Regions from separate parts of the Mus musculus genome. Here all the other regions are linked to region 2. Evidence: chromatin contacts called from public promoter capture Hi-C data. All regions are on one chromosome and are shown on one strand. The core of a region is the stretch at or near the end of the contact, and the rest is flanking DNA. Distances in the headings are between cores, read along the strand shown.

Region 1 (6,674 bases), core at 3,153-5,652, 810 kb after region 2:
GAGTACCAAGACAGCCCTGGGTGAGGAGGTAGGGAGATGAACGGTGAAAAGTCCCTGGCACTAGGAGGGAAGGGAATCACTGCTCAGTTACCCAGCGTGGGTGGGTGGTGCACAACATGTAAAGGGCCACACATTATTGACAATCAACTATTTCAACTTCAAAAATAACGTAACTGGGTCACGCTGCATGAGGTGACTCTCTCTACTCTCGGCTTTCTGCTAAGTAGAAAGAAATAAAACCTGCTGTTGACTGACCAGCCTAATCCTTGCTCTGCGAAGGTGTACCTGACTCCTACATCCAGATGCCCAGACACATCTCACCAACACTCAGTGGCATTATTCTCACAGCCCAGGGCCACGGCAACCTTTGCTTAGCATATCAGGGCAGGGAGCCAGGTGCCTGAGGGCTCAAAAGCCTGGCATCCCATAGGCTCCAGCTGCCCAAAAGATACAGAGCATTCTGTACCTCCTGAAGGGTACCTGAGTGGTGACAGGCCTGGCTCTAGAGTGATCAGCATGTTGGCCAACAAACCTTGTTTTGGAAGCTAGGCTTTAACTTGAGAGAAAGTTCTTTTTCACTAGGGGGAGGGAGGGAAGGGAAGCGCTTGCAGAGACACTGCTGAACAAGGGGGGACAGTTATGGGCAGAGTCCTGAAGTTGAATGGAGGACAGATCTAGGCTGCAACAAGAAGACAGAGACACTCCCCAAAAAGCCTGCTTGAGACTCACCCATGTGACCTGGAAACCCAGAGTACCAAAGACTATATGTTTGTTGCTGCTGCAGGGCATTATGGGTAATTCACAGAGACAGACAAGATGTTGTTGCTGTCCCGGTTACTGCCTTTGAGGAACTGGCAGTCCATGGAGAGAGGGAAATCCTGTACGTATACAACTTATCAGTTCTTTACACCTTTTTGGGCGGGGTTGTGTGTGTGTCCATTTAAGAGCACATGTGTTTGGGTTGGGGGAAACATTGTACCTTTCCAGTCTCAATTCAAGGCATTTATTAATAATGAAGCTAAACTTCTCAGTTACAGTCTGCATACAATAAATGTCAGAAATAATAGTCACTGCTATATATTTTTCCAGGAACTCCAAGCAGCCATATTACTATGTCTGTCCCCTTTTATAGATGAAGAAATTAAAGTTTCAAGAGGTTAAGTTAGGTGACTCTCCCAAGGTGACACAGCTAGGCATTCATAAAAGCACTCACGCCCAGGCCTGCACTAAATTCAACTTGTGTTTCACCCTCAACTCTTAGAGCCTTGACCCCACCACCACTTGCTTCAAAGTAGCCTCAGCTGTCTCTGGGACGAATGAGCCTGCAATTCCCACCAGCTCGGTCACTTCAATGTCCCAGGCCCACCGGGTAGGAAGGACAGGGCCTGTAACTTGCCTTGGCACCCACCCAGCAGGAAGACTTTCTTGAGCAGCCTTCCTCTGTCTGCCCATCTGCGTGCGTTTCTAATGTGGCCACACTGTTGTAATGGTCGAACACTGAGGCCCAGCCCATCTAATGGACTGAGACTAGCTTGACTGGTACAGGCCAGCAGCCCGGGGCTAATGGCAGCGTGAAAGGCCCTGGGAACAGAGCTTGCCAGGCTTCTGGGCTGTTTCCTTTCCCCTGGAACAGCAGCAGCCTGTGCCCCCACCTTCCTTGGGAAACCTTGGGGCCGTGAGGGAGGTAGGCTGGGAGTGATAGGGAGAGGCTGACATGGGGGGGGGGGGGGAGTTCCAGGCTCAGGAATCAGAGGGAGGACATGGTTGGATAACGCTCTCCACACCTGACTCCAGGGAGATCCCTTGAGCCTGCTTCCTCTCTTCCAGTTCCTGCCCCGCCTCCCACACTGGACACAGGGAGCGAGGGAGCGTGTGACACGAAAAGAGGCTGGGAAAAGTGAAACGTGCTTAAACGTGACCAAAGGGAGGACTACCGGTGCCCAGGCCTGCCCAGGCACACTGCCAAGGGAGGCCAGAGGCCCCAGGTTCCAGATAGGGGAAGGAGGAAGCTGCATAAAACAGCAGGTGCTGAAGATGGCTAAAGCTCACCCTTAGAGAACCTACTGGTGACAAGAATTCAAAGAAGGGGGAAACACACTCAAAAGAGTGTCCCAGCAGAGCCAGTTCCTGGCAGGGTGCCCAGGCACTTGCTGGCATTTGGTGACCCAGGCAGTGCCTGGTGCCAAGATTATGGCTTGGTAGGCCTGGGCAGGGATCCTCAAGGGAGATGGACCCCCCACTATGAGGGGTGTCACCATTAGGCTTCCCACCCTGAGCTGCCTAGAAACAGCAAAAGCATCTCCGCAGGCAACAGCCAGAACAGGAAGGGCAACACCAGCCTGCTCCCTGCCTCAGGGGAGGCTGGGCAGAGGCAACTAGCCCTCTGGGCTCAGCAGGACAGCGCGGAGGGTGGAGTTGGCTGGTACAGAAACATTTGCCGAACAAGTGAGCTAAACAGTGCCTTCTGGAAGCCAGCTTGGTCTGGTCCGAGAAGCAGCAGCACCCTGGGTCCTGGTGTGCCACCCTCTGCATGTCCTCATCTCTCTCCTGAAGCTTTTCTCTCCTCCTTTCCCAGTCCGGTGGAACCCAGATCATTCACAAGCCTATACTGGCTGTCCCTTGTCTTGCCAGCCCTTCCAAATGTTCCAGTCCCACTCCAGGCCCGACCTCACCTGCTCCCTCAGACTCTCTGGTTGCAGAGGCTCCAGGTCCCTGCACTGAGGTCATGGGCACTGTCAGGATGGTAATTCTCTGACACCCAGCCCCTCCTGTTTCTCTCACTGCAGCTCTGCTGAACATCCCCATACAGAGCCCAGGAAGGCACTTTGGGCTGGGATCCAAATGCCCGGAGAATACCTGGCTGACTAGGAGGCTTATGTGTGCTGACTTTCATCTTCTCTTGCTCATCCCCAAGCCCCACACAGGGTTGCACAGAGTACCTTGGGCTGCTATGAACTCACCGGAGAGGGATCTTGACTCGGAGGTACCGATCCACAGCAATAGCAAGCAGAGCCAGGATGGAGCTCTGGGTGAGGATGAGGACAGGACAGGCCACCATGAGGCAGGTGTGGAAGTAGGTCTGTGGCCCAATGTTGATAAGGATGGCCAGTGGGATGACCAGGGCGCCAACAGCCACATCAGCTACCGCCAGGGATACGATGAAGCAGAAGGTAGCATCGCGAAGTGCCTGGTTCACCTTCACAGCCCAAATCACCAGTACATTTCCGGGCACAGAGACCAAGGCAATGAGCACCTCGATGCCAATGTAGGCAGCCTGGAAGGCCGAGATGTACGGCGGCATGGTGGGCAGGAGCTGGGCACATCAGCAGACAGGCGCCCTGGGGCGCGAGGCCAGCACCTGTGGTCAGGAAGCCTGCGGTGGGGATGCCAGCCTGGGAAGGAGGGGGACATAGGCAGCCCTGCGAAGATGTGCCCCAGTAAAGTGATGCAGTGCCTGCCCAAGCTGGCCAGACACTCAGGCTCACTATCTGCTTAACCTCTGTCCCCTCCCCTTGTCCTTAGAGGTTCCATTCAGCAACTTAAAATAGCAGCACTCACTCCACCACTGGTTTTTGTATCAGGTGTGAGGTGGCTCCCTGTACACTTACTCCACAAGGATCCCCTGTGAATCCACAGTGCCCACAGGTGTCCGCCGACCCGGAGGCAAGGAGCTCACCATCCTGCCTGCCAACCGGTAGGGGGTCCCAAAGGCGTTGCCCTAAGTTCCCCGGGCGGCTTTCCGGAGCCGCGCCGGGCAGGGTTGGGTTCTGGGCACCGCGCGCGCATCGGCTCATCGTTCTCCAGGCTCCCGCCGCTGCGCTCCCAGCCCGGCCTTTCAAGCAATCACATGGTGTGGCAGAGGCTCAGCCCCGGACGCCTTTAAAGAGGTAGTGCCCCTGTTTCGTACCTGGGACTGGATGGCAGGCGTGATTCTGAGGGACTAAGCCCAGGACCTGGCGGGTCCACCGGCTCCCATTCCCCGCGTGCGCGCACGCCTACCCTGTGCCCACCCACCTGGGACGCCGCTGGTGCCCGATTCTTAACAGAAGCCTGGTCCAGCTCCAGCTCTGCCCAGAATCCTTACCCATCGACTGCCCCAAGGGGGACACCCCAGTCATTTCATCCACCCCTTTCCTGCACACTCATGATGCACGAACTGAGCCACAGACTTACCCAAGGTCACACCAAAGCTGGCAGAGCGCCTGGCCACCTGAACTGTCTAGCCAAGTATCCCCAGACCTCAAAACCTTGGGCAGTCGCTCCCTCAGAGGATGCCAGGGGAACCCAGGGCTAGCCAGTTATGTCCAAGGGGTGGTAGCCAGCCGAGACTCCACTCTGGCGCCGGCGCCTTCGTCGCCCCCGGCGCGGGAGCTGAGTGACAATCGGGCTCCGCACACCGGGAGGGGGAGGGGGCGGGGGCGGGGGCGGCGGCGGCACCCGCGGGCCCCTCCCTCGTCGCCCTCCGTCTCCTCCCCTACCCCCTCCTCTAAACAAAGGAAGTGATTCAGTGTGAGAAAAGCTGGGAAAACGTGAGCGTCTCGAATGGTGTGATGTATGGATCCGGCCTCGGGACAGGGACAGTACCGAGGTGCCGATTCCCGTGTTCCCTCTTTCCCTTACTCCCTCCCTCCCTTCTCAATGCAGCAGGCGGACAGCCCAAGCCCTAATCACCTGCGGGACTCAAGAGGGCCCCTCTCTGGTCTCCCACCGCCACCAACCATTGGCATCTGGGCGCCTCCCCTAATCTTAAAACCTACTCTCTTCAGGAAAGCAGTCCCAGCACTGTCAGGAGCGCACAGGCTTCCCGCACACACGTTACTTTGCAGGCAGTCTCCTGAGTCATAGCCCTTTCTCATCCATCGCTCAGAGTGCTTTTCAGGCTCTTCGTAATTTCCATTTTGCAGATGAGGATGCTGAGGCTCAGAGAAATGACCCCCACTGTCAGTGTTACACTACTATGCTCCTTCCCCTCCCCCTCCTCCTCCTTCTCCTTCTCCTTTCTGCCCCAGCACCTAAGACTACACAGTATCTAGTCCAATCCCTTGTGCTCCAGAAAAAGATTCAGGCTGGGAAATGAAAGGAACTTGCCAAAGACTAACACACTGAAGCACCAGCACAGTGCCCTTCCCACAGTGCCCTCCCCACCTCGCCCTCCCCCACAGTGTCCCTGGCCCTCACTTCATCACTGGCTCACGCACAGCCCCAAGCCTTCCCTCTCAGTGCCTTATAGAGAGATCCCACCCTGAGAAATCCTGTTTGTTGGTCAAGGGTCTGCACTGTACAGTAGCTGGGTGAGTCAGGCTAGGGGAAACCCTACAACCTGCTGCCCCCTTGCTGGATCCCAGCTGAGGAGAAGGGCTCTGCCCACAGGAGGGAGAGCAACTTCTGCTGGGGTGTGCTGCAGGAGCACAGGAAGGAGCAGTTTCCTCTGGAACCTGGGTGGCTGGGAGGAAGGGTGGGAGCTATTCGGTTTTCTCCAGAGAAAGAAGCCCAATGAGGGGAGGACACTTCCAGGAGACCCAGGGCTTCACTTCCACTTCCACCCTCAGACAACAGGGGACTGTGAGTTTGATGACAAAAGATCAGCTCATCCATGACAGGCATCCTTCCTGCCTACCTCCCATTCCTCCCTACTCCTAAGAGCAAGCTGCCATCCTGCCCCTGCCCATACCATGCGACATGAGGCTGAGATCTGCATGGCATCTGTGCCTCTTGGCTCTTTCTTTCCTTGACTCAGGGCCTTTAAGGCATAAAGCCTTTCACATAATTAATTTTAATTTTTTAAGACAAAGACTTGCTATGTAGCTCAGGTTGGCCTCGAACTCAGTCATTTTAGCTGTCTCATTCCAATACTGGAATGATAGACACAATCCAGCACGGTGTTAGGCAAAGTGAGTTTTTCGTTGGTTGGTTGGTTGGTTGGTTGGCTTGGTGCTGAGGAATGGAACTCAGGACTCTTGTGTGCTAGCCTTGCATTCTGCAGCTGAATTATATCTGTGATCCTCTTTTAAGTCTTGATTTGCTTCTTGTCAGCCCTATGGCAAGTTCACCATGGGGCCAGCCAGTGGCCTCAGGGAGAGGAGGACACTGTGGGAGGACCAAGGCTGAGCAGGAAGACCCAAGGGACTGGATGGACCCTGTGCCAAACGTGATTGCTGTTTTTCACACATGCCCCGACCCCTGACTAGATGAACCTCCTACCATGGCCATTTGACTCCCTACACACAGCACACGCACACGAATTTCGCTGCCTCCAGCAGAGTCCTAGTCTGATGGCAGCTCCATCAGGAATGATACCTAGAAGGTATGGGATCCGCACAGGCTGGTTGAAGGAGAGTTTGATACAGAGTGCTTATAAAAGGACAAGCAAGAGGCCAACAAGGTAGAGGTTGGGTGAATGAGTTTATTGCTGAGCCGGACAACCTGAGATCAATCCTCAAGTTCCACAATATGGAAGAGGAGAACTGTCTGTCAAGGGCTGTCTGTCTCCTGACCTCCATATGTGCACTGTGGCACTCCCACACACATAGACACATGCACTAAATAAATAAAATGTAATAGACTTAAAAAAAAAAAAAAAAGCAGGCAGTGCCAGGCCAATGGGGAGAAGGGGAGGAAAGGAGAGTCCAAAGTTCAAAATGCTGAAATCTGCCCCGTGCTGATAGTGGAGCTAT
Region 2 (6,954 bases), core at 986-3,485:
GTTCGAGGCCAGCCTGGTCTACAAAACAAGTCCCAGAGCGGCCAGAGCTACGCAGAGACCCTGTATTGGAAAACAAACTAATAGTAACAACAATAATAGACGTAAATATGATTAGTAATAAGAAACAACAGCTAACTTCCCAAATGCACACACTGAATACAGTACCCAAGATTTCCTGCATGTTGAGCTAGAGCTCTTCCACTAAGTTACATCCCGACAACAAAAGCTAACAGTTGCCGAGCATTTATTTACTTTGTGCCGCATGGCGCTGAGATTGCCTTTAGACTTTTCATCCTTAAGACCACCCCCACGAGGTGGCCACTGTCAGAATTTAACCTCACTATACAGATAAGTAACCTGAGCAAGGGAGGTGGGTCAAATTGCCTTCGGTGGCACCACCAGCGGCTGCACTACTGTACAACTCCAGCTTAGCTTCCTGGTTCTAACTACAAGGCTATCTGGCGTTCCGTGGTACAGGCCTTCCAAACCAGCATCCTTCAAACCATCAACATACACCAGCTTCAAAGATAGAAGCACAGATCCGCCCTTTTTTTAAACTGAGAAAGTACAGGCGATGTTTGGACATCGCCAGGATCAAGCGACCCATCTCGGTCAAGAACAAGACCCAAGTGTGTTGAATCTAGCACACAGTGAGGGACTTCCTACCGCATCAAGAAGTTGGAAACAGGGTCTCTGGGAACCTTGCTCGGAGTGGCAGCATCACTGACTGACTGCCTTAGGTCAGACCCCTCTGCCAGCGCCAGCGCTAAGGCGCCGGGCCCGGAAATTCCCACAGAGCTAAAGCAAACTTCCCAGGAAAACTCCTCAGTTTCCTCTAAGCTCTTGTCACGGAGATGCTGCCAAGAGCGCCAGCTGCTGGGGACCCTCCCAGGCTAGAGCCACCGCTCAAGCGCCCGGGGTCCTCCCGGAATGATCCAAGGCTGAAGTTCAAAATTCACGTCCAGCCCAAGCCGGACCCCCGGCCTCGCCAAGGACTCTGGGACAGCTCCCACTCTCCGTGCCTTTCCCCCCCCAGCTTCAAGTAATGAGGCACCTCCTGCCAGGACATGTAGGTTGGTTGCGGGGAGATCCCGCGGGCGACCCTAGAGCTCCTGGGGAATCTGAGCAGCCGCAGCTGGCGCGTGCAAACACACGCACGCACACACACACACACTCGCGTGAGTGTGTGTTTACGTACCGAACGTGGGATGGGAAAACAATGGCGAACCGCTGGGACTACGCGACCACCCCCCACCCCCATCCCATCAGTCCTGTGATCAATTTATTTCTACAGTGAAAGGGGCTGAAAGGCGCTTCTCCGACACTCCACCGTGGGACGCAGGGGTGGCAAGGGGCAGGCTGGAGTGAAGAGCAGCAAGGGCTGAAAAAATGGGAGGCGGCGCCCGGCTGGTCCGCGGGGAATGAACCGGAGCCGTGGGAAGGGCGCGCGCTGAACCCCGGCTGCCCAATGCACCCCGGGACCGGAGCTCCGCGTTGCGGGTACCCGAGCCCCACGTGGGGCTCGCACGGGGACATCTAAGCTCAGGCTGGGAGTGCTTAAACTGGGAGCGTTGGTCAGGCTGGGGCGAAAGACCTAAGGCCGGCGGGTCGCAAAGGGCGGGCGGGTAGAGGACCCCCGAAGCCCGGCTCGCGTGGCGCGCGCACGCCACCCCCAACGGCCTGTAGCCACTGCCCTCCAAAAGGACGCGGGATCAGCGCGGCGCCACCGGCCGGCGTTGTGAGGGGTCTGGTAGGATCGGCTCCGCCTGGCAAAAACTTTGCCCAAGATGGAAAGTCGCGCGGCAGAGAGCCAGCGTGTCCCTAGGAACGCGGGGGCGCGCGTGTCAAACTTCGCGAGGCTGGGGTGATGGGGCGCGCGGCGCGAAGGGGCGCACTTACTAATCGGTCGGGCGCGGGCCCGGGGTCGCAACTCCGCGCTCCGGCTTCTGCTCAGTGCGTCCCGGCAGCCAGCAGCCTGGCCTTCCCGCTCACATGCCCCGGCAACGCGGCGGGCAGCGGGCCGGGGCGGCGCGGCCGGGCGGAGGCACGCCCCCCGCCGTGGGCTGGAAGCGCTCAGGACCCGCGGCCCGCCGGGCTCCGCTGGCCACGGTCGCCGAGCTGAGGACGGGTCGGGCGGCGCCCTCCTCCGAGCCAGGCCGCTCGGCACTCTGCCCTCTGCCCCCGGCTGGCCGCCGCCGTGTTCCCTTCCGCAGTCCGGCTCCCGGACTCGCGGCCGCTGCGCCCGCCAGGCCGGCGGGCAGTGCGCTCTGCTCCTCCGCGCAGCTCCGAGCCCGCTGGGTCCAAAGCCAGGGCCTCCGAAGCTGAGCGCGCCGCCTCGGCCTTCGACCTCCGCCGGCCGCTCCGGAGCTCGGCTTCCAGGAGCCGCGCTCGTACACTTCAGTTCCCAGGCGGGACTGGAGCAGGGCGCTCGCCGCTCGCTTCTGCGAAAGCCACTCCGACAGCCTCCGAGGAGAAAGAGGGAGGGAGGGAGGGAGGGCGCGAGCGGGCGGGGGAGGAGGGAGGGTGTGGAGATGGAGGAGGGAGGGACAGAGCTTCCTCCTCCTCCTCCTCCTCCTCCTCCTCCTCCTCCTCCTCCTCCTCCTCCTCCTCCTCCTCCTCCTCCTCCTCCTCCTCCCAGCAGCTGGTCCAGCCAGGCCTCAACAGCTGGAGACCTGTGCTGGGAAGGGGACAGCAGAGGTTCTCCAGAGTGAGACCTGTGGAGATGTAGTGACCCACTGGATAGAGAAAATAGGGGGAGGAAGGTGAATTCTGCCTAGTCCCCTCGACCCAGGTTTGAGAGTTACTATGGGGAATTTTCATTCCTTTTAACAAGTCCAGTTCACAGCCTCCTCCAGAGACCCGAGATTGAACTTTATTTTTCTCACTGGTAAATCAGACTGGCCTCGAACTCACAGAAACCTGCTTGGCTCTGCCTCCAGGGTGCTAGGATTAAAGGCATGCTCCTTGAGAACTGCCCTTGGAGCTGGGAGTGGCTCATGCCTATAATACCTGGGAAGCTGAGGCAGGAGGATCTCAATTTGAAACCAACCTGAGGGCAAGGAGAGACCTGCTTTGATGCGATCAGATCTCTGACAGCTTCCTAATGTCTAGCCACTCCCTAGCCCTGTCCTTTTTAGAATTTCTCCAACAAGTCCTTCCTTTCTTCCTGCCCCGTTTAGGAGGAAGGTTTGTTTGAAGAAGGGTTTCTCCTCATTCGGCCCATCTATTAAATGTCTACACCAAACCTGACCCAAGCAGATGCCAGGGATCACCAAGATGAATGACACAGTGGCAGCCCTTTCTGGATTCCCATGTTGTGAAGACTCTAATTCTACAAAGTGCTAGAGCCATAGGGTCTACCAAGGATGCTAAGCTATGGGGACTTGGATCAGAGTCTCCTTAGAAAGGCCACAGTTTGAAGTACGTCTTGAAGACCTGTGGGAGCAGGGCTGGTTGAAGGAACGCCCATTGTGGGACTGTATGACCCTCTCCCTCTCGAGTGGTGGCCAAGCAGGAAGCTTCCACAGGATGCATGCATTTCATCAGTCCCTGCTTCCCTGCCTGGGTGACAACTCTTCCATAGTCTTCTGTCTTTTGGGTCTCTGTCTGGTACCAGCTTCTCAGGCAATCTTTGAGGATCAAATCATGGCCAGGAGCTCCATCCATGGGCTCTGAGAACCCCACAGGTCATTTGCCTGTCTACACTGTGACATTGAGATGGTAAACTCTTTGGGACAGGGAGGGATGTGCCTCTTGTTCATGGTTAGATCCTATGTGTCTAGATGGGACTTGGCAAAGAGGAGGCCCATAATACATTCGTGTTTATCAGTTAGCTCTTTACAAAGAAAGGGGTTCTAAGCAGGGCTCTGGTGCAATCAGTGTAGCTGAGGTACAGAGGTTGGCCAATGAGGAGCTTCAGAAGGAAGGATGAAGACCTGAGCCAAGGTAGGGCTAGAGTGTGGGAAAGCAGATGGGAAAGGCCAATGGTAACTGTTGAGGGTATGGTTTTAGGGAGACTGGGTGGGATCATTTCAGAAGCCAGGAAAGAATTATCCAAGGGCCACCTTCTTTCTCTCCTCCCAGACAGCATGTCTGTGCACCCATATCTTGTGGTTTCCCTCTGGCCCCTGGTCAGCTTCAGTGGTGCACTTCTCTGTGGGCCCCTCCCTGTCCCTGCCATTAGCTACAGCAGATGGAGACAGACAAGAATGGAGTTTGAACTGGGTGTGCAGTTACTCTCCTTTAACCCCAGCCTCAGGAAGCAGAGGCAGGTAGATCTCTATGAGTTTGGAAGTAGCCTGATCTACATAGTGAGACACTGTCATCATCATCATCAACAATAATAACAGCATAATAAGTTAAGACAAAATAAAAACCTTGGCATCTCTAAAAACAACAACAGGGAGCCTAGAAGTGCATGCTCCTGTCTCCATCACTCACCGCCTGGCAGTTCATTTCTAACACAGCCCTCCCAGTCACTGCCACCAAATTAAGCTATGAAGTGTCTGCTGCTGACATGGCACTGTTTTCCCATAAAATGTCTGGTGCCACCTTACTGACTTTGTGGCACCAGTATCCTTGGCATCATTTTAGATGTGGGGGGTGGGCAGCTAGAGACAGTAAGTGGAGGGAGGAAACTAATGAAGGATGCTAGGTCTTTCTTATGACCACACCATCAAATGTATACCTCTAATATCAAATGCATACCTTGTAATACTCATTCTGCACCCCCACACTCCAGAATATTCTCCAGCCTTGCAGCATGTTCTTTCTCAGCCTCCCTTGTTTATGTCTTCCCTAAGCACCATCTCGAGGGGCCTGTTCTTCTGAGGTGTTCTCCCATGCCCCACTTTCCTGCCTGTCTACCTTCTATCCTAAGATGAAAAAAAAATATTTTGAGACAAGGGCTCATATAGCCCAGGTTATCCCCAAACTCTATAGGCCGAACTTGAATTTCTGGAACTCCTGCTTCTGCCTCCCAAGTGCTGAGATTAGAAGAGGATCACAACATGGGAAGGTTTGTGCGGGGCTGGGGATGGAAACTAGGTTCCTCCTGCATGCTATTGCAGCACTCTACCAACTGAGCCACACCTCCAGCCCCCCAAGACAAAATTTTATCTGTTTTCAAAATGTTGAGTACTGTTATTGGGTCCAAACTCAAACACCAGGTCAATCCACGTGACAAAAATGAATTGAAATCAAGCCACTACTGACTCGGGGAGCTGAACTGTGACCCTGAGCCACAATGCTTCAGAGCTTTTTAAGCCTGAAAACCCACAAACATCTGAGCAGAGTTACAGTTACGTTTTTCAACCAATGAGGATTTAGGGATGGAGTTTTCTTTATGTGATTGGTCTGTGTCAACCAATGCAGAATGTAGGTTTTACAGTTCAACCAATTAAGTCTGTTTGTTCTTTTGTAGTTAGGAGCAGTCATTATGTTTGGGGGAGTAAAAGATGAATAATGGAAAGTGGTCAGCTATTAGAAAGTCCTCAGCTTTCCTAGGGCCTGGGAACTTTAACTTAGTTTCACTGTATGATTAAAATGGAGTCTAAAAACAAAATGGCAGTGCTTAGGACAAGTTCCTTTCACTCATTCCCGACATTACAATGTATCAATGACTCACCTAACCTCTCCACACCACCTGTGATTAAACGGTTTAGAAGCTTTTGTGTGCTAGGCAAGCAAAAGTTGCCCTTACTTAACTATATTCCTTTTTTGTATTTGTTTTTAATTTTGAGACAAAGTCACACTAAGTTACCCAGGCTGGCCTTGAATGCATGACTCTTTTCCCTCATAATCAGAGTAACTAGGATTACTAACTCCTCCTAGGACAATCTCTCTCTCTCTCTCTCTCTCTCTCTCTCTCTCACACACACACACACACACACACACACACACACACACACACACCACGGGGAAGAGAGAGAGAGAGAGAGAGAGAGAGAGAGACTGACTCTACCACCACCACAGACCTATTATATTTGGGTTATCTAGAATCACAGAAGTTATGGAATGCCTCTATATATTAAAGGAAATTATTGGAATGACTTACAGGCTTCAGTCCAACTAACACAACAATGGTCAGCTGTGAATGGGAAGTCCAAGAATCTAGTACTTGCTCAGTCCCACAAGTCTACGTGTTTCAGCTGGTCTTCTGTAAAAGCTGGAATCCTGAAGAAGTAGGTTCCAACAGATGTGCTGGCAGTAAGTGCAAGCAGGCAAAGAAAAATGAACCCTTCATTTTTTAAAATTGTTCTTATGTAGGCTCCCAGCAGAAGATATGGCCCATAAAAAGTGTGTACCACCACACTTGGATTTGGAACTTGATATCCCAGGCTGGCCTTGAACTCAAATCTGTTTGCCTCTGTCTCCTGGGATTAAAGGTGTATATTACATTACCTGAGCCTAAGCTTTTCATAGCCACTATGCCTCATGATCTGGATCAAAAGTATGTGTCATTCCATGTCAAGATCTGGATCACATGTATGCCCTCCATTTCTGAATTATAGTTCATTCTAGATGTAGTAAAGTTGACAATAGCCACCACACCAACTAATGGTACCACAGCCCACCCAGTGTGATTCAAGGCAAATACCTAACCACCATCCTGCCTTCTTCCTGTCTTCCCATCTCACAGATTTAGTGAGTGGCATTGTTCTTCCTCCAAAAACCTATCCCAGCCCATCCATTTCTCTGTTATCACCTTCCCATCCTAGCAGGGATAAACCAGCAGTCTCCCTGCTTCTGCGGCCACCTGCTTACCTCCACTTGACTTTGATATTTGTCCCAGAAGATAACACTCAAACTGGTAAGTAACTTCATTATTTGCTTCGGTAAGTTTTTGAAAATAATTGACCTGAAAATTGACTGTATAAAATGTCACCTTTTTCAATAATTGTTTTACTATGAAAACTGACTTAATCTCCCCTTCTCACGCCTTCTATTCCTTCC
Region 3 (6,441 bases), core at 3,802-6,301, 980 kb after region 2:
TTATAGCAGGAGTACTCTGTTCCCTTTTGTGTCTTGTCTAATGTCCGGTGCACCAATCTGTTCTCGTGTTCAATTCATGTATGTTCGTGTCCAGTCTGTATGAATGAATGTTCTATGTTTTGTGTTGGATAATAAAGATGGTATAAAAAACTTTATCTGCAAAGCCGAGAGCTGCCACGTGTTTCATCCAGGAATCAGACACGTGGTGGGAGGGCCCCTGCTGGAAAAACTGTTCGTTTTAGGAAATAAGGTCTAGTGCACAGCCTCTAAGTTTCAGAGTAAAAAAGCTAATAAATGGTTCATGATTAATGTGTTTGACAATGGTAAAGTGTTTTTTATTTTTATGGTTGTAGCTACAAAAATTATTATTCTCTGATTGGTCTAAATGTAACTGCTTCATTTGGTTCTTTTTTATTGATAATGTGCTCTGAGTGTTTTCACAATCAGCTCATAAGTTGTTGGTTAAGATTAATAATTGTTACATTGCTACAGATGGTTAGTGTTAAATTTGATAACTCAAGTTTAGAGTCCTTCCGACACATGGCATAAGGCAGCCCAAGAGGCTGGGTCTCTAAAGATATTTCTAGTTTAGGTAATAATTAATGTGGTTCGTATCCTAAATAGTAAAATTTAAAATAAGATTTAAAGCAATGTCTCTTTATTAAAGCATTAAAGCTTGCTTTAATAGGTATTCATAGGTATTAATTGACATCCAAACTTCGTAATATGATAGTAATGCTTCTAATATTGATTTTAAAGATAATAAATTGTTTTAAACTTGGGTTTTGCTTTCCCAAGGTTACAGGTATTATCCTAACCTTGCACAAAAACTTAAAAATTATGGTTAAAACTGCTATTGTTCCATTGACTGCAGCTTGCAGTTTGACTTCAAATTTAAGATCTTTAATTCACCTGTATACTGTAATTAAGATAATTACAAGAGTAATCATCTTATGAGAGCGCTCATACAGCTCACTTCATACAAAACTGTGACAGAGTTATCTAGTTATGTTTGTCTTTGTAAATAGATTAGACAAACAGTTTGGTTATAGTTGCTGCCTGGCAGGAAACTGCAGTACGGGCAATTTTTTCACAACACTAAAGTTGTGAAGAACGTTTTAACTGTAAGTCATCTTAAGAAAGAGTATCAAAATTTGGAGGCGTAGACAGTTATATTGTTTCTCTAGAATCGGTCCTTATTACAAGAGGGCCAGGATGCTCAGATTAAAAAGTATTTTACGTTTGAGTCAATGCAGGGCTCTGGGCAGCCCCAGAGCAGCTTGTGGCCTTTCTTTTGTTTTGCAAACAGTGCCTGAGAAAGATTTTTCCCTGTGTTCAAGAGAAATTCTTTTTAACAGTGTTGCAGATCTATTCAGATGTTTAAAATAATGCTTAAATTCAAAGAGTTTTGCTTCTAGTGAACTGTAATCACTAGAAAATTTTGCCTCTAGGTATGGCTAATGTAACTTTACATTATGTAAGAAAAAATTTTATTGTTTCTGCTTCTATACAAGAAGCCAAGAGTTTTAATCTTTCAGTGTATATTGTTTCCTAAGTAAAAGGTATTTTATTAACTAATGCTTCTTAAAGTTTACCTTAAATCCTTGCTCTCACCCAAAAGATTCAGAGACAATATCCTTTTATTACTTAGGGTTTTAGTTTACTACAAAAGTTTCTACAAAAAATAAAGCTTTTATAATTGTTATTAATTGGTAATTAAAAATTGGTTGTGCCCAAAACAATTCTTTGGCCAAAAAGAAAACATTATTGTAAAGTCATTTTTCTCATCCTCCCAGCGGATCGTTGGCCCACGTGGGCCCAACTAGCTTCTGTGGGGCGGAGTCTTAAGACACAGTTTCCCCTGTTCCAGCACAGATGATCTAGTTGTGTGCTGTAGATGGTGTTTTAAAATGCTGAACAATCAAACCTTAATTTGTATATTAATAGTCAATGCCATATCTCTGAGCTCGCAATTGCTTAAATTGTTCATCCCTCAGATACTATTAATTCTCAAATTTACAATTGCTTATGCATATTTCTAGTTAATAAATAAATTATGCACATGTGACTCTTAATAACTTTGCAAGCCTTCTAGTTACAACTGCTCCTTAAGAAAATTGATTAAAAGTGCAATTAGTCACTGCCCCTTTACAGCCAAGTATTTAAAATGTTTTGTCAACTAGTTATTAATTCAAAAGTTTAGGTATTGTAAAATTTTAAAACTTTAACTTCTTAAAAGACAAAAAAGAGAGAAATTGTATCCCCGTGCATGCTATTTAGTGCATTCCCATGCACACTATTAAAGTCTTACCTTTATTTTCAAAATCTAATATTTTAATGTCAAAGAGTTTAATAAATGCTTTATAGTATCTTAAAGGGATCTACTTATTGGCTTATAGATTAATCCTAAAACAGCTACCTTATTAGAAAAGGGAAAAACAGGTTTTCTCCACAGAACGCTGCAGAAGCATATTAGTAAATTCGTGTGACGAGCTGGTAGGTAAGTTGACTCATGTCCTGATTAAATTGACTAAAAAACTAAATTAAATTCATGTTTTAGATCCATCCTTACTTGTCATTTTTCCAGTTTAGACTAGCTTCTAGCCTTTTAACTTTATGGCAATAGTACATCAGAGACTGTATATTCAGACTTAGTAAAATTAGTCATTTAATAGAGTCATAATGATTTTTCTCCTTTCTTCAGTGTGACCAGCCATTCTAACTCAATCTCAGACTGGTCTAATATTCAGTCCAATGTTAGAGATTCCTATATTCTAAATTACCTAGCAAAGTTAATTCAGAGCACATCCCCCACTTCCCCTAGATCCCTAACCTCAGAAGGATTGCTGGCCTTACAGCTAGTAGAAAAAGCTATTAAAGAGCAATTGTTCACTTAATACATTAGTAAAATGGAAGGACCCCCTGACTAATGAATAGAAGGGTCCAGATCCAGTTCTAATTTGGGGTAGGGACTCAGTTTGTGTTTTTTCACGAGATGAAGATGGAGCGCGGTGGCTGCCAGAGAGATTAATTCGTCAGATGAACACAGATTCTGACTCTTCTGGTAAGTATCATTCTAAAGACTAAAATTCCTTTTGTGCTTAAAATTCAGCTGAGAGCAACAGCTCTCAAAGGTGTTCTCCAGCTACTCTCTGAACCAGCTCCCGACAGGAGGCCGGAGACTAGCCTCAGCTTTACAATTTGCATTTGAATAAAGTACCTAGACTTCCCGGAAAGAAGTTCTGCTTTCCTACTTTCTCACTGTCTTTCAAGATTTTGTCTTTCAAGCAGGTAAATCAACATTCCCGAGGCGGACCAGTGGATGTGCATCCCCGCCCCCCTAGAGCACACAGGTGGCAGCTGTTACCCCCAGTCTCAGGACATTTCCAGCATGTGGCTTTCAGTCTGAGTTAAAAATTTAGGTTTACCTAGAGGGCTAGAAGAGTAGATTTTTCTATATTAATAAAGATTGGTTTTTATTTTGATAGACAGGCTTAGCCCCTTAGCTGACCTCTGGCTTTTCACCCTTGCTGTTACTGCAAGGTGTCCTTAGCTCAATAGGCTGTGGAAAAAACAGGGATGAGGAGGAACGACTTCCAGCTCCTATTTTACCCACAAATCGTGGTGTTATTAACGACATAATTCTTGCTTAGGCTTTGCTAATTCTGAGGTTGATAATTCTCCTTTAGGAGCTGCACAGCACTCAGAACTGTGCATACTGGTTTGTGATTGTACAAATTCAGTATGGGCACCGCTTGGTGCAGAGATACTTACTGCAAGGGAAGGTCCGGCTTGACCATTTCTGAGTTTCCTGTGAGATAAACCCGGTTTGAAAGAGGTTGGTACCAAATTTTGGTTAAAAATAAAAAATATTCTCCGGCTCTACCTCGCCTCCCCAAAAGGTACCAAGAGCCACATGTGTGGGTTTTACCCACGGGAGGAATCGGGTCCATGTCCACCCAAGCCAAGGTTAAAAGCCCACTCATCTACGGATGAGAAAATCATTTGATCACCTCAGTTAAGCGTTGCCTTATTTAACTTAATTAATAGGGGGGAGAGAGATTGGAGACGTACTATTGAAAGGGCAAGCCCTTCACTGCCTCCCACCCAAATAAAAAGGCCAATTGGCCTTGTACTACAAGAGCCGGTCACTCCTTCTCCCTGTTTCCCACCTATCATCCAAAAAAGCGGAGAAATATCAACTTAGTGTTATTATAGTGTATTTCACATTTGTTCAGTCAAACTTAGCCAAAGTTCCAACGCCCTACTTAAAATTCAACTAGAAAGTTACCTACCAAGTACTAATTAGCATTATAAAGTCAGAGCCTACAGCTCCAGGCTTTTCAGTTAGTTGTTCACTAAGATAAGAAAGGACAGTCTTAAGCCAGATACAGTTTACCATAAGAAAGGTTATAGAATCCCAGTGAAGCAAGTTTTTTTTTAGCCCTAGATTCCAGGCAGAACTATTGAGCATAGATAATTTTCCCCCCTCAGGCCAGCTTTTTCTTTTTTTTTTAATTTTGTTAATAAAAGGGAGGAGATGTAGTCTCCCCTCCCCCAGCCTGAAACCTGCTTGCTCGGGGTGGAGCTTCCTGCTCATTCGTTCTACCACGCCCACTGCTGGAACCTGAGGAGCCACACACGTGCACCTTTCTACTGGACCCGAGATTATTCGGCGGGAATCGGGTCCCCTCCCCCTTCCTTCATAACTAGTGTCGCAACAATAAAATTTGAGCCTTGATCAGAGTAACTGTCTTGGCTACATTCTTTTCTCTCGCCACCTAGCCCCTCTTCTCTTCCAGGTTTCCAAAATGCCTTTCCAGGCTAGAACCCAGGTTGTGGTCTGCTGGCCGGACACAACAGCTAGGCATTTCAATTGTCTGGCAAAGTAGCCTGTTTGGGGAAGAAAAAAAAAAAAAAAACAAGAACTTTCATCTGAAAGCTTCCTGTTCTATTTTAAGCCTGTGCGTGGCTCAACATTCCACTCTCCGTGAGACTCTCAGACCGGCGAGATTTCTCATCATGCTAATTAGCCTGGCTCCATGTCAGACAAAACTGTCATCCTTTGGGGTAGGTCTAAGTTGCAGAGAGAAGAAAGCTCTCAAAAGGAGGGCCTGAGACGGCCAAGATACCCACGCCCTTGGACCACCTACTCCGCACGGAAGAGGGGGGGGCATAGTCCCCGCTAGTCCTGCCTCAGTCAGGCCCTCCTCCATAGACCACGCCCCGGAGAGCTCCGCCTCCGGGCCCGCCCCGCGGCGCATTGTGGGATCTTTCCGCCCCACCGGAGCGGGACGCACCTCTAGGTCATGGGGATCCAGCCGGTAAGACCCTCGTTCTGTGCCCTGAGCCCGGGGTCACCGCCTCAGCTGGTTCTGGGCAGTCTGCCCCGCGGGGCTGTGCCATACCCACCTTGGATGCTGGAGTCTCGCTGCACGAGCTGCGGGCTGAGTTCACTGCTCCGCTTGCTTCTGAGGTTTTGGCATGCTTTCTCGCTGGAGCTCAGGATCGCTACTCCTGGTCCTCCACCCACACCCTGGCACTTCCTCAGCGTGGCGATCACGCTTCCTCCTCTATCCACAGAGCCCGGTCTTGCTAGCCTCTCTGGGGGTGGGGCTGCTTACTCTGCTCGGCCTGGCTCTGGGTACCTACTTGGTTCGAAGATCCCGCCGGCCGCAGGTTACTCTCCAGGACCCGGATGAGAAGTACCTGCTGCGATTGCTAGACAAGACGGTAAGTTGTGAAGAAGTGGGCTAGGGCAGAGAGTGGATACTTAGTTTGAGGGATAGCATCGAGAGTGGTTGGATTGCTCCAAAAGACTTGGCAGGCCAGACCTGCCTGATGAAACATCTTGTCATCTATCCTCTAGACAGTGAGCCACAACACCAGGAGGTTCCGCTTTGCCTTGCCCACCGCCCACCACATTCTGGGGCTGCCTGTGGGTAAGAAAAAAGGGAGTGGGCTTCTCTACTTGGCATCGTATGAGGGCGAGTCACTTCTTAGGTGGTTTTCCTGCTAAGAAAAACCATTGCCCTTCTGTCAATCCTTCAGCCCATGAGGGACCACTCTTTTAGGGTGTGGCTTCTGTGCCCCTACGCATCTCTAACCTCCAGGCTTCTCTCTTTCCTTAGGACTTATTATAACCCGCCTCCTATCCCAGAAAACACTAATTTTCCATTATGCAAATCCTCTGCTTACCTGCTGCTGCTAAGGCCCTGGCAGTAGGGAGTTTCAAAGGTGGGAGGAGGCAGGAGATACTGCGGAGGGGTCCTCTCAGTGGGACTGCAGCTTATGTGTCTCTCTCCATGGTTCCCAGGTAAGCACGTCTACCTCTCTGCCCGAATTGATGGCAGTCTGGTCATCAGGCCTTACACCCCTGTCACCAGTGATGAAGACCAAGGCTATGTAGATCTTGTCATCAAGGTAAGTATATAGAAAGGA
Region 4 (6,292 bases), core at 2,057-4,556, 650 kb after region 2:
GGAGAGAAACGGGGAAGGGAATCCTCACCAAGGGGTGACGGGCTAGCTCTAGCTCTGTCCTTCAGTTTGAGAGACTTGAGGCCTTCTAAGAAGCCCTCATCAGTGTCACTGAACCTGAAGGAAAGCCATTTCTTCCCAGTGTTTCCCAATTTTCTCCAACCCAGAACAGTAAATATTGCACACATCTACAAATAAATTTGGATTTTACTAAGAGAGAGAGAGAGGTAACCTCCCCCACAGGTGCTCTGAGCACCAAGGAGCTAAAGCTGTGCCCAAGGTTTGACTCTTCATGGCAGCCCTACAAGAATACCAGGTAGTCCTGCAGTGCACAGGTGCCCTCCCTGTGGCCCAGGAAGATCTCCGCAAGGCCCACCAGCCAGTCAGAACCCCTAGAAGAATGGGAAGAATGGGTCCCTAAAACCTACCAGGGCATCAGGAGGGGCTGGGAGGTCCGGTCTCAGAGCATCCTGGGACTATTGCACAGTGACTGAGAACGCTTGTCCTAGGAAATAGGGCCCTCCAGGACCCAACCGCAGGAAAGGGGAAAGAAAAAATGGGGAAGGTTGCTCTTGAAGAGAAGGCAGTAAGAAAGGACTTGGAGTTCCCTGGAGCTTTGAGCCACCTCTCAAAGGAATAGTGGTAGCAGCATTCAGACTGTCGTGTGGTTCCCAAAAGGAAGGACTGGGTCCAAAAGACCTACCCCCATTGGATACTCTTTGGGTCCCAAAATTCCATTGCAAATCATCCCTAAATTATTCACTATCCACCCATACAAAGCAGCACAGAGCAAAGCAAAGGTTTTGTGCAGGTCCTCTCCATCTTAGCCCCAAAGTCTTTGCGCGCCTGCCTTACATCCCACCCTCCAAAAAATGTTTAGACAGATTCCGGGCTGGGAAGCAAGCTCTTCAGGCCCCCAAGGGTAGACTCAGAAACGAGACACGGCTTCAAGAGACTGCTTAGAACAGAAGGGACAGGAGAGGCCTTTCAGTCTGCCCCTGATCTCAGCCGAAAAACAAAAGAGAAGATTAGGCAATGTAGTATTATTTAAGATCAGGCTTGAATGCCCCTGAGTAAGAGAGGGACCAGGCATACAGGCATCCCAGCTGGGACGGTAACCCAGAGCAGACCCTGACCCCTCTCATTCACAGTTGCTAACCTTGCTCCCTTCCACCACCTCCTGGGGGGATCAGCCAAGAATCCCCTTTTACCTTGGCTAGGCCAATCCCCAACCCATTCCCCTAGGCAAACACTGGCTCACAGATGCAATCAAGAACAGTTCTCTCCAAAGGCACCTGGGGAGGCCACTTCCAAGCAGCTCCCTTTAAAGAATTGTTTTTCTTTTTCTTTTTTTTTTAAAAAAAATCTTTTGGTTTTTTTCCTCTTTTCTTAAAAAAAAAAAAAAAAAACATGTATAAATAGCTCTTCATTTTAAAAATACAGTTCCCCAGGTTGAGGTATACGGTGGCCTGTTGTCAGGGCAGCATGAGAACAGTAGAGTGCCAGGGTCGGGTGGCTCCTATCTAGCTGGAGACGGCCATCACATAGTTCTTCGAGGGGCTGCTCCTGCCCAGCATCATCTGGTTCTTGCAGGTGAGGAGCCCATAGGAGGCAGCCACCGGGGCCTCCTCATACAGGACACAGATGGAGCCATCCTCCCCGATGCGGTAAGACACTTCATAGGGATCAACCCACAGGGTCAGCTCACTGGGCAGCAGCCGGTGCAGCTGGGGCTGGCTGAGTCCAATCTGGCTGGCCACCTTGCTGATGATGGGGTCCATCTTGTGGTTGATACGGATACAGCGATAGCCAGAACCTTTGGATGGTTTTTCTGGAAACCAGTGGTGTTTGTAATGATCTGTGGAAAAAAACAAGAGGAAGATGCGCCGTTAGAAAGCATTCTCTGATGTTTACCACAAGGGGAGGATGAGGGGAGAGGGCTGGGGAGGAGACTTCCTCTTCTCAGCGACAGTATTTAAGAGCCTCTCCTTAAACTCCCCCTGCCACTTAGAAAGATTCCTGGGTCCTTTCCAAGTTTTTGTACACTGGAAAGCAGCCCCAGAGCTTTCAGGTAGATGCTCTATGGTGGTCATGGATATTTTTGGCACAATCCTGTTTAAGGCAGGAAGGGCTAGCAAGAACCGGCAGGGCCTCTGACGACCAAGGCACTGAAATTTCAAAGCCGGTAGGTAAGCGGCCAATGTTGTTGGTTGCCCAACAAGTCACAAGGCCTCTCATCCCTTCCGCATCAGAAGAGTTTTGAGATCTTTAGCAAAGGTAAGGGGATAAAAAATGGTTTTGTTTTGATGAAACAGCTGTTGGTCCTCAGATCTGTGCCAACATGTTGAGAGATGGCTATCGCAGCCCAAGGCAACCAACCAGTTATAACAGCTGCGGACAGAGGCTAAAGGGTGGCTTATCACTCCTCCACCTCCGTCCCTCACACCCTGCCTCCATAACACACACACCCCCTCCCCGCCCTCGCAGTTGGCTAGGCTACCAGGCTCTTTTCTGTACTACAATAGGTGGCAGATGGTGAAGAGGGACCAAAAAAGAAAAAATACAAAGGGGGCCCAGATTACAACTTGCAGCGGGTAAACACGCGGCAGAATGGGCCTGTATGATGACAGGCTCAGGACTATACAGCAACAGTGGCTAGGACTCAAGAGTTGTCTAGAAAGTTCAATTGCGCATAAAAGTCGCACAGCTTGGCCTGGCTTCACATCCCCTGAGGGTCTGTTGTTCTCCAAGATTCGGAGATAAGGGTGAGCTCGGACTCTGAATACACACACACACTGACTTTTCTCATGGTGTTGTCAGGGTCTCAGAATGTACTCAAGGAAGAGGGTCGGAGCCTCGGGAGCGAGGCGGGGACTGGAGGGCTGGGAGACGGGGACTTAACCGAAGGGACAGAGGACCATCAGTGGCCTCAGAGATTAATTAGAGAAAGACATCTGAGACCCGGAGTTGTTCGCGTAGGGGTCCCCGTCACAGAACAGTGATAAAGACACCCCAGGCAAGAAGTGGCCGCGCCCGAGTGGTTCCAAGACCCCGACGTGTGCTCACCGGTCAGTGCGTCCTGGAGCGCCCTACTGAAAACCTTGAGTCTCTGCTCGCTCACGCAGCCCCGAGTCCTCAGGAGACTGGAGAGGAAACCCACGGCGGCGGCGATCTCCGGGAGCATGTCGGTTCTCTTCCCGTGGCTCATACCGGTGGCTGAGGAAGTAGCTGTATTAGAACGATGATGACGGTCTGGCCACCTCTCGGGCTCTGCCCGGACTTTCCCCGGGCTGCGCCTTTCATACCACTCGGGGAGGCGGGGAGCCGTCGGTGGCGCCCATTGGCCGACGCTGGCGGATGGGGGCGTGCCCCTCCGGTGTCTCGCCTCTCCCCTCCGCCTGCGCCCGCCCCTCTCCGCCCCGCCCGCCAGCTCGCCCGCGCCTCCCAGGCGCTGAGGTCATCGCTCACTGACGTCATTATTGGGAACAAGCACCGGACTCCCGTGCTGTGGGAGGCAGGCGGGAGAGGGCCTTGGACCTGGGCAGAGGAAGCGCGCTACACCGGGCATGCCCGGACGTCGTCTCTGCACAGCGCCAAAACCCAGGTTGCCTGCTGCCTCCTCCAGGATGCCCTCGCCGATGTTATTTCTCCCATGTCTCCTGACAGACACTGACAGAGCCGTTCACCCCCCTACCTGAACATCTCTGCCACTCATCCCCCCAGCTGATCAAAACGGGTTCCTCGTGTTTTCAGCAATGGGGATTGTATTCTTTTTGCTTCCATAATAATTCCACCTCCCCCAACAAATTCTGCTCTTCCTCTTCTGTAATTGCCTAAAAGTAATCAGCTCTCACTGTTTGGTGGGAGGAGTGTCGAGGAGAGTATTTTCTGTCCGTAGGGTTATTTTTCCAGCACTCACTTTCCTTTAAATGGCAGTGTCTGTGTGTGTGTGTGTGTGTGTGTGTGTGTGTGTGTGTGTGTGTGTGTGTGTGTGTGTGTTTAAGTAATCTGGTGTGAATTGTACAAAGTTTTCCATCAGTTCCCTGCCCCTCCCTCTTCCCTGATTGTTTTCCTTCCTTTTTGTGCACTGAGGCTTTTGTAAACACTAGCTCCCCAGAGGAAAGGCTTCAGGTCTGGCTTGTCTACACGCAGGGGCTCAGGGACTGGTGCCAGGAAGCTAGGCAGACTACTGAGTGGGGCAACTTGTCACCCACATCTCTGAGCCCTGCACAGGATGGGGCCTGAATTTAGCGCCATGGCTTGTGTAAAATCCTGTTTTCCCTGAGTTCTAAGCCAGGCTTCTCTCCCTGTATCCCTGGTCTGAGCCACCAGCTTCCCTACCTGGATCCTCTGTATCCACCCTACCCCATTTCCCTCTTCCCTTTTCTCTCCACTGTCTGTTTTGCTGCTTGTTTTTCTTCAGTGGACTTCCCATCAATACTTCTGTCCCTTTTCCCACATGCTCTATCCCTCCCTCTAAATGTCTAGTGCTCCCTCTAAAGCTACCTCCCTCCCTGTTCCCCCTTTCAGACAAAGCTACTGATCACTGTCCCTATAGCACCCAGACCCTCTTTTTGCTTCCTCAGACCTGGTCCCAAGACTGTTGGCTTCTTCATCCCTAAATAATCTCAGTGGGTTCCTTCCCCTCCCATGCCCAAAGCACCTTCCCGGAAAGAGTCTTTTTCTAAAGTGTCCATCTGCTTGCTCTTGCCTTGCTCAAACCATCTGAGACAACCCCTCCCCCCCTTGCCAGGTTGCCTGGACTCATTTGCCTGACCAGCAAGACATTTCATCATTTTCTACAAACGACCTACCTTTGTAGGTTCCTACCACTTTGTACTATAGGGTCCCTTTCGTCACTGTCAGAAGACAGTATCACGACAGCTCTGCCATCTGGGTCACAGAATTTCCCCCACTATTCACTTGTCTATAACATGGCCCTTATCTCACACACCATGGCTGTGTCTTTAACTCGGAGTACCTTCCTACCTCTTAGCCGCCAATGCATACTCCTGCAGATCCCTGAAACTTCACCTTGAAAACACATGCCATCCTCCCAATGCTGAACTGATGTTACCCCTGTGGTCACTTAGCTCATCACAAACTGGGGATCCTCCTGCCTCAGCCTTACAAGCAGGACCTCTCCCCCTGGCCCAGCATCAGTTTACAAGGGACTTGGGAGTGGGCTACTATGTTGTATGCCTCATATTTCCCGGACACCTCTCATTTTGAATGTTCTTCCTTCTGTTTCTCGGGGTGAATCAAAATGCCCTGGGACTCTAGCAATCTGGCATTAAACACACCCCTGGATGGCTTCTTCACTGCCCCTCCTCTAGGGCTGGGACAGGAAGGGTGAGGTGATTATTCCTGCTTTTTTTTTTTTTTAAACAGGAAGCAGGGCTGACCTTGTAGAAAGGTAACCTAGATGCAATGAACCAGAGAGGTCAGCTGTCAGCAAGGCCAGAATTGACCAAGGCTAGCCACCAAGGAAGGCAGCCGAATAGGTCAAAGCGCACAAGCCTGATCTGACTGGTTTGTTCAGTTCCTGAATTTGACACTCTTACTGTCATCTCCCAGAGTCTTTGGCTCGGGTTTGGTGTTCTGGGCCTAACATCCTATAACCAGATTAATGGAAAAAAGCTTTCTGCAACCCAAAACATCAGCCTTGTTTTTCTTTAACTCAAACATGCCCCTATGTGTATGTTCACATCTCTCTGCAGTTTATGCAGTGACCACTCAGTAGAGCCAGGACAGGATATAGCTTGCAGATTACAAATGTGGTGTTGTTGTCATTGGCTTCCCCAGTCCCTGCTGCTTGGCCACACAGGTAAGGTGTCCCCAACCCTGAAATCAATTCTAAGGCTAGGTGTGGTAGTAGCAATCACCTTTAATCACAGTACTCAGAGAGGCAGGGGCCAACCTGGTCTACCTGCAGAGTTCTAGGCCAGTCAGAGCTACACCTTGAAACCGTGTTACAAAACAAACAATTCTAGAACTTAAGTCCTGATTTGGGGGTGCTGCTGCAGCGTGGTATTATCCGCTGGGTTTCTGCAGAGACACCATTAGATTGTACTCTGATGCTGTAGTGCACCGTGCTCCCCAAGAACCAAAGGCAGGCCTCCTCCTTCCCGGCTTCTCTTCTCCTGAGCCTACAGAGTGGCTTAACTATCTTACTCTCAACATTCCCAAGTCACCACACAGAAGCAACATCTCCAAATCAGGATTTAAGTTCTAGAATCTTTTACTTTGTTTGTTTGTTTGTTTTGAAACATGTTCAACATGGCGAGCCTGGAAC

Evidence for each region. Promoter capture Hi-C pulls out the DNA fragments that hold promoters and counts their contacts.
Region 1: a contact with region 2 is called in a promoter capture Hi-C map of liver, with 2.3 times the contacts expected there. The contact joins the promoter of Adora1 here to the promoter of Sox13 in region 2. A contact is called at or near these places in 5 of 39 promoter capture datasets (the 3T3-L1 cell line, fetal liver, hematopoietic stem and progenitor cells and 1 more).
Region 3: a contact with region 2 is called in a promoter capture Hi-C map of liver, with 2.1 times the contacts expected there. The contact joins the promoter of Cyb5r1 here to the promoter of Sox13 in region 2. A contact is called at or near these places in 1 of 39 promoter capture datasets (liver), 1 of 115 datasets of contacts at active chromatin or transcription factors (pancreatic cancer cells) and 1 of 9 other capture datasets (adipose tissue).
Region 4: a contact with region 2 is called in a promoter capture Hi-C map of liver, with 2.8 times the contacts expected there. The contact joins the promoter of Btg2 here to the promoter of Sox13 in region 2. A contact is called at or near these places in 1 of 39 promoter capture datasets (liver) and 3 of 115 datasets of contacts at active chromatin or transcription factors (astrocytes, embryonic midbrain and pancreatic cancer cells).

The regions. Positions count from the first base shown.
Region 1 is chr1:134,231,055-134,237,728 of GRCm38.p6, forward strand. It overlaps Adora1 (adenosine A1 receptor), which reads right to left and starts at 4,403. Exons shown (of 2, transcript NM_001008533.3): 1 at 2,961-4,403. The coding sequence starts at 3,301.
Region 2 is chr1:133,421,977-133,428,930 of GRCm38.p6, forward strand. Sox13 (SRY (sex determining region Y)-box 13) reads right to left here and starts at 2,236. Exons shown (of 14, transcript NM_011439.2): 1 at 1,900-2,236.
Region 3 is chr1:134,400,730-134,407,170 of GRCm38.p6, forward strand. It overlaps Cyb5r1 (cytochrome b5 reductase 1), which reads left to right and starts at 5,052. Exons shown (of 9, transcript NM_028057.3): 1 at 5,052-5,324; 2 at 5,584-5,733; 3 at 5,870-5,942; 4 at 6,317-6,423. The coding sequence starts at 5,310.
Region 4 is chr1:134,075,849-134,082,140 of GRCm38.p6, forward strand. It overlaps Btg2 (BTG anti-proliferation factor 2), which reads right to left and starts at 3,307. Exons shown (of 2, transcript NM_007570.2): 1 at 3,064-3,307; 2 at 1-1,855. The coding sequence starts at 3,205. The coding sequence ends at 1,521.